Linked DNA regions of Zea mays: all the other regions are linked to region 3. Evidence: chromatin contacts called from public Hi-C data. All regions are on one chromosome and are shown on one strand. Each heading gives the region's core, a stretch centred on a gene start, on an enhancer-like site or on the middle of the called end of the contact. The rest is flanking DNA. Distances are from core to core; before and after follow the strand shown.

What was found. A called contact is a pair of places that touch in the nucleus more often than the background predicts.
Region 1: a Hi-C map of leaf shows a contact between it and region 3, with 4 times the contacts expected there. The contact joins the promoter of LOC100272511 here to the promoter of LOC100278729 in region 3. A contact is called at or near these places in 8 of 25 Hi-C or Micro-C datasets (bundle sheath, ear, endosperm and 3 more).
Region 2: a contact with region 3 is called in a Hi-C map of ear, with 2.4 times the contacts expected there. The contact joins the promoter of LOC109939901 here to the promoter of LOC100278729 in region 3. A contact is called at or near these places in 2 of 25 Hi-C or Micro-C datasets (ear and leaf mesophyll).

What each region holds. Positions count from the first base shown.
Region 1 is chr5:29,003,373-29,006,495 of Zm-B73-REFERENCE-NAM-5.0, reverse strand. It overlaps LOC100272511, which reads left to right and starts at 1,319. Exons shown (of 4, transcript NM_001348794.1): 1 at 1,319-1,660; 2 at 1,790-2,950. The coding sequence starts at 1,880.
Region 2 is chr5:29,692,063-29,695,402 of Zm-B73-REFERENCE-NAM-5.0, reverse strand. LOC109939901 (transcription factor MYB30) reads right to left here and starts at 1,878. Exons shown (of 2, transcript XM_020538288.1): 1 at 1,255-1,878; 2 at 1-604. The coding sequence starts at 1,517. The coding sequence ends at 31.
Region 3 is chr5:29,264,669-29,267,647 of Zm-B73-REFERENCE-NAM-5.0, reverse strand. LOC100278729 reads left to right here and starts at 1,456. Exons shown (of 4, transcript XR_002262214.3): 1 at 1,456-1,871; 2 at 1,953-2,041.

The DNA.
Region 1 (3,123 bases), core at 70-2,569, 260 kb after region 3:
GTTGCTGCCTTGTGCCATTACCGGATTCGTAGAGCCTGAAGGTGTGGAGAGCGATGGAGGACTGAATAGAGACGGCGTGCCGATGGCAAATGTAGGAAACACAGCCACGCATGTTTGCGAAATAATTGTAAGAGCCTATGTTTTAGTGACTTGAGCGACTGAGTGAGGCTGCCAGCGCCTGGCTCGATCGGTGCAAGCAGGAGATCTTTTAGACCACATTTTTAGGCTGAAATATATTTTAGACTAATTTTTTGATTGAAAAAGACCTATATATAAAAGGATTTTTAGGCTCGTCCCGGGCCACGGCCCAGGTGGCCCGGGGGCCGGGGCCGAAATTCGCCCCTCCTCACACATGTTGTTCTTGACTGTTGTAACTCTAATTCATATGGACAAAACACTCTGGAGTAGAAGCCTGTACGGAATAAAGCAAACCAATATGGTGACGGTTCCACCCCTCGAATTCAATCGCCGCAATCCGCATGCAATCGTGTGCCGCGTTTACAAATGTGAGCCAGACCGCCCTAGCCCATGGCCTCCCATGATTCAGTTCATGTGCTTGAAACGGCGTGCGTCGGTTCACGCACGCTGTAAGGAGTTTGGAGATCGAATGGACATTCCACATGATGACCCGGTCCGTTTCCAGTCATGGTTTGCTTGCTTGTCCAGGAGACCAGACCACAAATGCGCGAGCTTTCTACACAGGGGCGAGCAGCGTGTGCTCTTCATCAGTCCAGCTGGACCCCGTCGCGGCAACTTTGGCTTCATGCATGCACTGGGCGCCCCCCATCTGTTTGGATCGCAGAAAATTTCGCTGGCCCCTAATAAAATATATAAAAAAGTGTTATTCCAGTACCTCGTCAGGTCCTTTCATAATTAATAAAAAAGAAAACAAACATTACTAGTAGTATTGGCACGCACTGTCTGAAACCGAGTAAAGTCTGTGGGCCAGTTGATGAACCAGCAGGAGGCTGTTGGACTGGCATCTGATCTGATGATGATTGATCATCTCGAGATGGATGAATGAATGAATTCATTCAAACAGACACGACCGTCAAAAACGGAACGGAGTAACCACCACCGCGCGTTGCCCGGCCTCACCCCACCGACAGCCCGGCAGGCTGGGCCCCGCGGGTCATGCTCTCCCGAACCCGATGGTGGTGGGAGTAGGTACTCGCTGTCCCGTGTGCCGCGCAGCTGTTCGCTGTTCGCGCGGGCGCGGCGGATCCGGTGGTGGGGTCGCGCTCCCACACTGGGGCCTGACTGTGGTGCTGTGCTACTGCAGCTGCAGCGGGGAGAGCGGCCCACTCATCAGTCATCACCACAACAAGGTAGAGGCGTCCGAGGCCTCGCCATAATTCCAACCCACTGTGTGTGCCGCTGTAGCAGCGCAGCGCAGCGCGCGCGCCACCACCGTCAACCTCCTGATCTCCCCGCCTCGCCGCCGTCGATTCTTCGCCGTCTTCCTGGGGCTCGGGGGCAGCCGGAGCAAGCTTGGGGGGGTGGTGTCCTCGGACCGACGACAGAGTCGTTGCCCGCGAAGATGCCGGCCCTGGTGTACATTCCTACTCCGCTTTGCCCGGTGCCAGAGCGTTTCTCCCGGAGTAGCGGTTGCGCCGCCTCATGATCTGCCAATTGGAACCCCTGGGCGTGCGCAGAGGAGGTATCGCTCGCTCCTGCTGTCTGTGTCCGTTTCGTTTCAATCGCGTGCTTTTCGTTCAGTTCCGTTTTGTGGGGGTTGCGTGGGGTGGTTTAGTACTTGGGTTCGCGCAAATAACGGGAGACGTTGCAGGTTGCTCTGCAGCTGGACAGTGATCGCGTTTGGTGGGTGTGGCGGCGGTGGAGGAAGACGACACGACGAAGACGAGGAGGTCAGGAGGCCATGAAGGAGGCGGGCGAGGAGAGGTGCCTTGACCCGCAGCTGTGGCACGCGTGCGCCGGCGGCATGGTGCAGATGCCCCCCGTGCGCTCCCGTGTCTACTACTTCCCGCAGGGCCACGCGGAACACGCGCACGGCGGCGGCGGCGCCACGGACCTCGCCGGGGCGCGGGCGCGACCTCTCCCGCCGCTCGTGCTCTGCACCGTCGCCGGGGTGCGCTTCCTGGCCGATCCGGAGACCGACGAGGTCTTCGCCAAGATCCGCCTCGTGCCGGCCGCGCCCGGCGAGGTGGAGTTCGGAGAGCCCCGCGAGTTCGGCATCGACCCCGAGGACGCCCGGGAGAAGCTGTCCTCCTTCGCCAAGACGCTCACGCAGTCCGACGCCAACAACGGCGGCGGCTTCTCCGTGCCGCGCTACTGCGCCGAGACCATCTTCCCCAAGCTCGACTACCGGGCCGACCCGCCGGTGCAGACGGTGCTCGCCAAGGACGTGCACGGGGAGGTCTGGAAGTTCCGCCACATTTTCCGGGGCACGCCGCGCCGGCATTTGCTCACCACGGGATGGAGCGCGTTCGTCAACCAGAAGAAGCTCGTCGCCGGGGACTCCATCGTCTTCCTGCGCACCGAGCATGGCGAGCTGTGCGTCGGGATACGCCGTGCCAAGCGGGTGTCCTGTGGTGGCATGGAGTGCATCTCTGGCTGGAACGCCCCGGTGTACGGGGCCTTGTCGGCGTTCTTGAAGGACGAGGAAGGTAAGATCACTAAGGGTCCTGGTGGGTACATGAGAGGCAGGGGGAAGGTGGAGATCACGGACGTTGTTGAGGCCGCAAGCTTAGCCGCGAGCGGGCAGCCATTTGAGGTGGTGTACTACCCGAGAGCTAGCACTCCAGAGTTTGTTGTGAAGGCTGCATCGGTACAGAACGCGATGAGGAACCAGTGGTGCCCTGGGATGAGGTTCAAGATGGCATTTGAGACAGAGGATTCGTCAAGGATCAGCTGGTTTATGGGGACGATAGCTTCTGCTCAGGTTGCTGACACAATCAGATGGCCAAATTCACCGTGGAGGCTTCTTCAGGTTTTGCTTCATCCCATGTTTCCCATACCTATATGCCATACTTCATTATGAACTGATGATTGCTACTTTTAACTTCCCGTTTGGGGTTAATAATTAATAGGTGTTAGTGTTTCTGGTACCCATAAAATGCTTAATGCCCTGTGAAATTAACTGCTGTTATGGAACTGTTGGTT
Region 2 (3,340 bases), core at 629-3,128, 430 kb before region 3:
CCCTAATAAGCTTTGATTTCTGCATTCTAGTTACAAGACGCTCAAGTCCCTCATGTCGCCGGCCTCCAGCAGCATCTTGAGCCAGAACTCCATGTCCTGGTCCCTGGTGGACGACGAGGGCGGGCCGGCGATGCCCAGCTCATCCCCGTCCATGGCGCAAAGGCCCAGGTCCGTGACGTCCGCCGACGACCAGAAGCTGTCGTCGATGGCCGGGAACTCGGCGGAGCTGAAGCTCTCCATCTCCATCTCCATCTCCATCTCCGCCTTGCCGGCGCCGCCGACCTGCAGCTGCTCCTCCTGGCGGCTGGTGGCGGCCGCGTTGTCGGGCGACGACGACACGGCCGCGGCGGAGAACGTGACGCCGCTGCTCACGCTGCTCGACTGCCCCGGCGACGCCGGCTGCCGCTCGCTGCTGTCCACGTCGGCGGCTGGTCTCTTGGTGGCGCCGGCGGTCCTGGTCCTGCTTTTGCGCGCCTTCTTCTCCTGCCGTCCGCCGGTGCCGCCGCCGTCGTCGCCCCCCAGGCGCTTCTTGATGTGGGTGTGCCACACGTTCTTGATCTCGTTGTCGGTGCGCCCCGGCAGCTGCGCGGCGATCGCTGACCACCTGCGTTGTTGCCACGTAAACGTTCAGCAATCGGAGGAGCCCCGGAGCCAGGAACACGACACGTCCGACGAGGAGAAACAGTCGAGTTCAGCAACTAGTGGGGCTCTAATCTCATGTGCGGTTTAATTTTTTTTTTTAACTGGTAGGATGGGCGCTGCATCAGCCCCCATTTTCCGAAGTGTGCGTGGTCCTGTTTCAGGGCCAGGATCAGCTTTGCAAGTGGCGAAATGGCGTTGCTGCTGTCAGGCAGGCAGGCAGAGGCAGCGCAGGATTTTATTTCACCACGCGAGGCCAAACGAGACGGAATCTCCGGCCTGGACTGGATTGGGTACCTCGCAAGTGGGGCTATGGCCATGGATTGTCCTCTCTCCGAGTGGACGGGTTTCGAGGCGGCTATGGCCATGGCCGCCGAGCAATGCAATGATAAAAGGCGTACTAGCAAAAAGCTTGAAAAGATGGCGAGGAGTATTTTTTTCCATACATCTGAACCACTGTTGCAGGCTGCAGCGCGCAGACTTTTTTTTTATGTTCCAGAGAGGGAAGAAAAAAACAAATGCCTCTGTTTTCTTTCGATGGAGAGAAGAAATGACGAGCAGGGGGGGGGCAAAGGAGTTGGCAGCTCGGGAGCGGGGTGTCGCTGACGGACGGACCTGTTCCCGAGCTCGCGGTGGAGGCGGACGACGAGGGCCTCCTCGTCGGCGGTGAAGTTGCCGCGCTTGATGTCCGGGTGGAGGTAGTTGATCCAGCGCAGGCGGCAGCTCTTGCCGCAGCGGAGCAGCCCCGCCTGCCGGGGCAGCGCGCGCCAGTTGGGGTGCCCGTTCTGCCGGACGTAGGCCACCAGGCGCTGGTCCTCCTCGGGGCTCCACGCGCCCCGCCGCAGCCCCTTCTTCTCGCAGCACGGCGCCCTCCCCATCGGTCGTCCAAGTGCGCTGGCGACGCGGGGGGAGGTGCTGTGCCTCCGACTCCGAGTGGCTGGCTATAGCTAGTTAGCCGGCGACGGCCGCAGCAGGGCCAGGAGAGAGTGGAGCGGCGAGCTGGAGCACGACGGGGACGGACGGGCTGTCCCTATTTATTATGGGCAGGAGGGTGCGGGAGGATCGCCGTCGCCGGGGCACATTTGGAAAACGTGCGAGGTGATGAGACGAGACGCGACGCTCGCTTGCGTTTTGCTTCCACGGGTGCGGGTGGGCCCCGTCGCCCGTGCGCTGGCTGCCTGGCCGGGCCCGCACGCTGCAGTGCTGCGCGTTGGCCGCAGCTTTGGCCTTTGGACTCGTGCAGGGATTCATTCAGCTGAGCCTGGGCAGTTAGCAGCACCGTTCTCCTTTTCCTACTTCTTTTTCCTCATCTGAGAAACGTAGGGACGATGGGAGGAATGAATCTTTTGGAAAATCATATACTTACTAGTCCCCTTTCGAAATGGAGGAAATGATGAAGGAATTTTGGACGATTGAATTTTCCTATAGAGAGAATACAAGAATTCTTTTAAAGTTCCTATGAAATGAACTATCCCATACACCTTCCGGAGTCCAACCCTCTGGTTTTTGTTTTTCCCTTGTGCCTTAGGATTCTTCTCTTGCGCGCCATTCACATGCCTTTATTCACAACTTTTCTGCGTTCTAGCTTTCTAATTAAAGGATTTCAAGTGCACGATTCATTTCAATCTTCTGCCTTTTTTTTCTTCTGTTCTATTGCTTTATTTTATCCTTAAAATACACTCTCTCTCCGTTCCAAAATATAGTTTTTAGCCCTTCTTTTTTCTTTTCACGTTCGAATGAATAGTAACGAATATATACATGCATATAAACTACATTTATAAATTAGTTAATGAATGCATGTTTAGTCTAGAACTAATACTAGTATCTTTGGGGTGGAGGGAGTATGAAAACCAACTCCAAGAGAAAAGTGTCCACTAATGGCTAGTTTGGGAAACCCAATTTCCTAAGGGATTTCTATTTTCCCTTGGTAAATTGGGGTTCCTAAACTAGCCCTAAAAAAACTTTTAAGGCACATTCATAATGAATTCACATACATACTTAGTTGCTCACATGTAAACGTTATTAATGCAGATTCAGTCTAGAAAAATTCATATGAAAATAATAATTTTTAAAATGAACGTGCACTAGAAGACAAAATCACTATAGTTTTGTTGGGGACCATAATTAGGGGTACCCCTAAGACTCCTAATCTCAGCTGGTAACCCCCATCAGCACAAAGCTGCAAAGGCCTGATGAGTGCGATTAAGTCAAGGCTCGGTCCACTCAAGGGCCACGATCTCGCCTCGCCCGAGCCCAGCCTCGGGCAAGGGCAGCCGACCCCGGAGGATTCACGTCTCGCCCGAGGGCCCCCTCAAGCAACGGACACACCTTCGGCTCGCCCGAGGCCCAGTCTTCGCCAAGAAGCAACCTTGGCCAGATCGCCACGCCGACCAACCGTATCTCAGAAGCATTTAATGCAAGGATGACCTGACACCTTATCCTGACGCGCGCCCTTCAGTCGACAGAGCCGAAGTGACCACAGTCACTTCGCCGCTCCACTGACCGGCTTGACAAGAGGACAGCGCCGCCTGCGTCGCTCCGACTGCTGTGCCACTCGACGGAGTGAGGCTGACAGCAGCCAAGTCCGGCTTCGGACGCCATAGGAAGCTCCGCCTCGCCCGACCCCAGGGCTCGGCCCCCGTCTCGGCCTCGGACGATGAACTCCGCCTCGCCCGACCCAGGGCTCAGACTCGGTCTCGGC
Region 3 (2,979 bases), core at 207-2,706:
TTTTTTTCCCCAATTCGAACCCCAACTTTACATTATTTGAGGAGACTGGTTTAAAAAAATCTGGGCGAGTTATTTAAAAGATAAAAAAAAATCTAGGCAAGTTATAGGGCTCGAACCCCCAACTTCATGGTTTAAAACCTTGTGCTCCACCAACTGAGCTAGATGGCTTGGTGCCATTTCTTTGCAACAAAACTGTTGATAACACAACCGAGCTCGGCGCCAAGATCTGTGGCGCCGAGCTCAGTGCCACGTCAACGCCACGGCGTCCAGTTTGTGCCAACGCAGCACGTACCTCGGCGCCATAACCTATGGCGCCGAGCTGTGTTACCTCGGCGCGCATAGGCTATGGCGCCGAGGAAAGGGTCCAAAAATGTAATTAAAATTTTCTAGGGTCTAAATGTGTTTTTTTTCCAAAAAATGGCCAAAATACAAAAAATTCGGTCACCTCGACCCCTCTACTCTTTTTTGCAGGATCGTATCCGAGTACCAGATAAGTCAGATAAATTATAAGGCTGGCTCCAGCAGATCCGCTAAAGCGGCCTGTTCGCTACATATAGCGGATATTTTCGTCCGGTACGTCTCCAGCAAGGACTGCTATAGACTCCTGTAAATTTAGCACACGCTTCCACAGACACTAAATGTAGAGTTCCACGGCCACCCGCTAATCCGCTATACACTGTTGCTTACGTACGGTCGCGCGCACTGGTCAAGAAGTGTTGCCTGTTTGGTTTTCGTGTACGTTCGATAGTTTGATATAAAAAATATGTGCAATACAAAGTTTATTTAGAAAACTTTCCTATTTTGTTTTCCTATACATCCGATAGAAAAAAAATAATACAAAGTTTAGCTAGACAATGCAATTTCCTATATTGTGTTATCTTAATTAATTTACCAGACCACTAATTTCGAATTTTAAATACTTAATTTAAATTTAATCTGGATACATACATAATATTTTACAGTTGACAGACAATGCAATGTTGATACAAACTAAATTGAATTAGGAATTTAGTTATCACTGTTGATATAGAGGATCAAATTTAGAGGATATTGTTGGAGATGAGGAAGATATAGAAGACAGAATCTTTTAGAGGGTGCTGTAAAGTACAGAGAATATTTTTTTAGGGGATAAAATTTAGAGAACGTCGTTGGAGACAACCTAAGCAACCCGCTCATAGATTTCGAAGTCCACCACCTCATACACATATGAAAGTCATTTTTTTCTTATTGCTTTTTCAGTCCGTCCCTGAATTGACATCAAAAATTGGGTCAAAAGTTTAGGATAATTAGACTTCTCGGGATTATTTAGATCACAAGTTTGGGATAATCAGACATCTCGGATTCTCGGGGTTTTTTTTAAATTTTTTTTGCACGACACACTTTCTGGTTGAGGCGAGCGGCGGCGGACGGGACGTGACGCGGGACTACAAATCCGCGCGGTCTGGGCCCAGTGCCGTGCGGCCCGGTTTAGGTGCACCAGAAGACAGCGGCACCGCACCGGGCGCAACTACCGCGTCCGTGCCGTGATCCACTCCCCATTGCCCCCCGACCCTCGTGCACGCGCAGAGTAATCGGCTCAGAAACGCAGGCAGCCCAGCCCACGCCGCGAGGAAGCCTGAGGCCGAGAGAGGACTGAGCAAGCGTCCCGCGAGAAACTGGTGTTCCGGACCACCACGCGGATGGGCTCGGGCGACCCGGCGGCCGACCCCCTTTCTTCCTTCCTCCGCCACCCCGGCGCGTTCTCCTTCTCCCGTCGCGTCGCCATGGCGCGCGACGCCACCGCCACATCCGTGCCAGCGCTCCGCCCCTGGATCGTTGACCTCCTCCCGCTCCTCGTCGTCCTCCTCATCGCCGCCCACGTCCTCGCCCTCGTGCGTCCTCCTCCCCTAGCTCTCCTGTTATTGCCACCTGCCGGATAAGATTGGGGTTATGAATTTAGCTTCCCGTTGCAGGGTTACTGGATCTACAGGCTCGCCACGGACGGGTCCAGGCAGCCCGCGCGGAGCAAGAAGCACTAAGGGGACGGCGCCCGCGGCCGGATGTAAGGCAATTCACATCTTGTCTCTCATGAGCTCTGGTGCTTTCAGTGAATGTTAATTATCGGAGAGCGAGGAATTCCTGATTACGCTATTGCTTGCTGCCTGGTGCCCGCTAGGCTCCGGCAGGTGCTCGAGATGCTGATTGCCGAAATGCTACGTTGAGAATAGGGAATTTAGTTATCCTTGACAATTAGCATGTTGGGTGCTAACTCCGATCCGCACATTTTTTGATCTTTTACTCATGTATCACATCAGCACTAGTTCGTTCATCTCAAAAGCGATTTTTTACTCCGTCTGTTCTTTTGTTTATAGGTCGTTTGAGCTTTTCTAGATGCATAACTTTTATTATATATTTATACCTATCATATATCTAGATGCATAGCCAAATCAATGTAAGCTAAAACGACCTATAAATTTATAACTATAATTTGGAACGGAGGGTGTGCTACTTTTTTCCAGATTCTTTTGGTGGCGATTGGTTTGGTGCTTTAGTCCAATTTAACTTTCTTCTTTACGGATAATTCATTTTAGGTTTGGTACCTTGCTTGTTGAGCACTTGTTGAATAAAAAAGGTAAGACTGAACATATCTGATATATATTTGGGGGTCCCTCGGATTTGGATATAGATGCAGTGTATACATCAGATGGTGATACTTTTGGGATGGTACGGTTGGTGGATTAGGATTGCTTTCTTCGTTTCAACTTCAGACTGCAATTATTGAACCCTTTTTAGGAGAACAATTATTGAACCCTGCTCATTTATGTATCTTCTTTTTATCGGTAACTGATTTGTTAAGTTATTTATCAAGTTATCCTGCTAAACATGGGGTTTGTTTGTCTAAACTGTGGAGGCATAAACATGTTTATGTTATATTCATGTTTTGAAGAGAAGTGTTTGATCTTATGAGTGCTTCATATGCTCCCGGTCGTTATTCTTGCA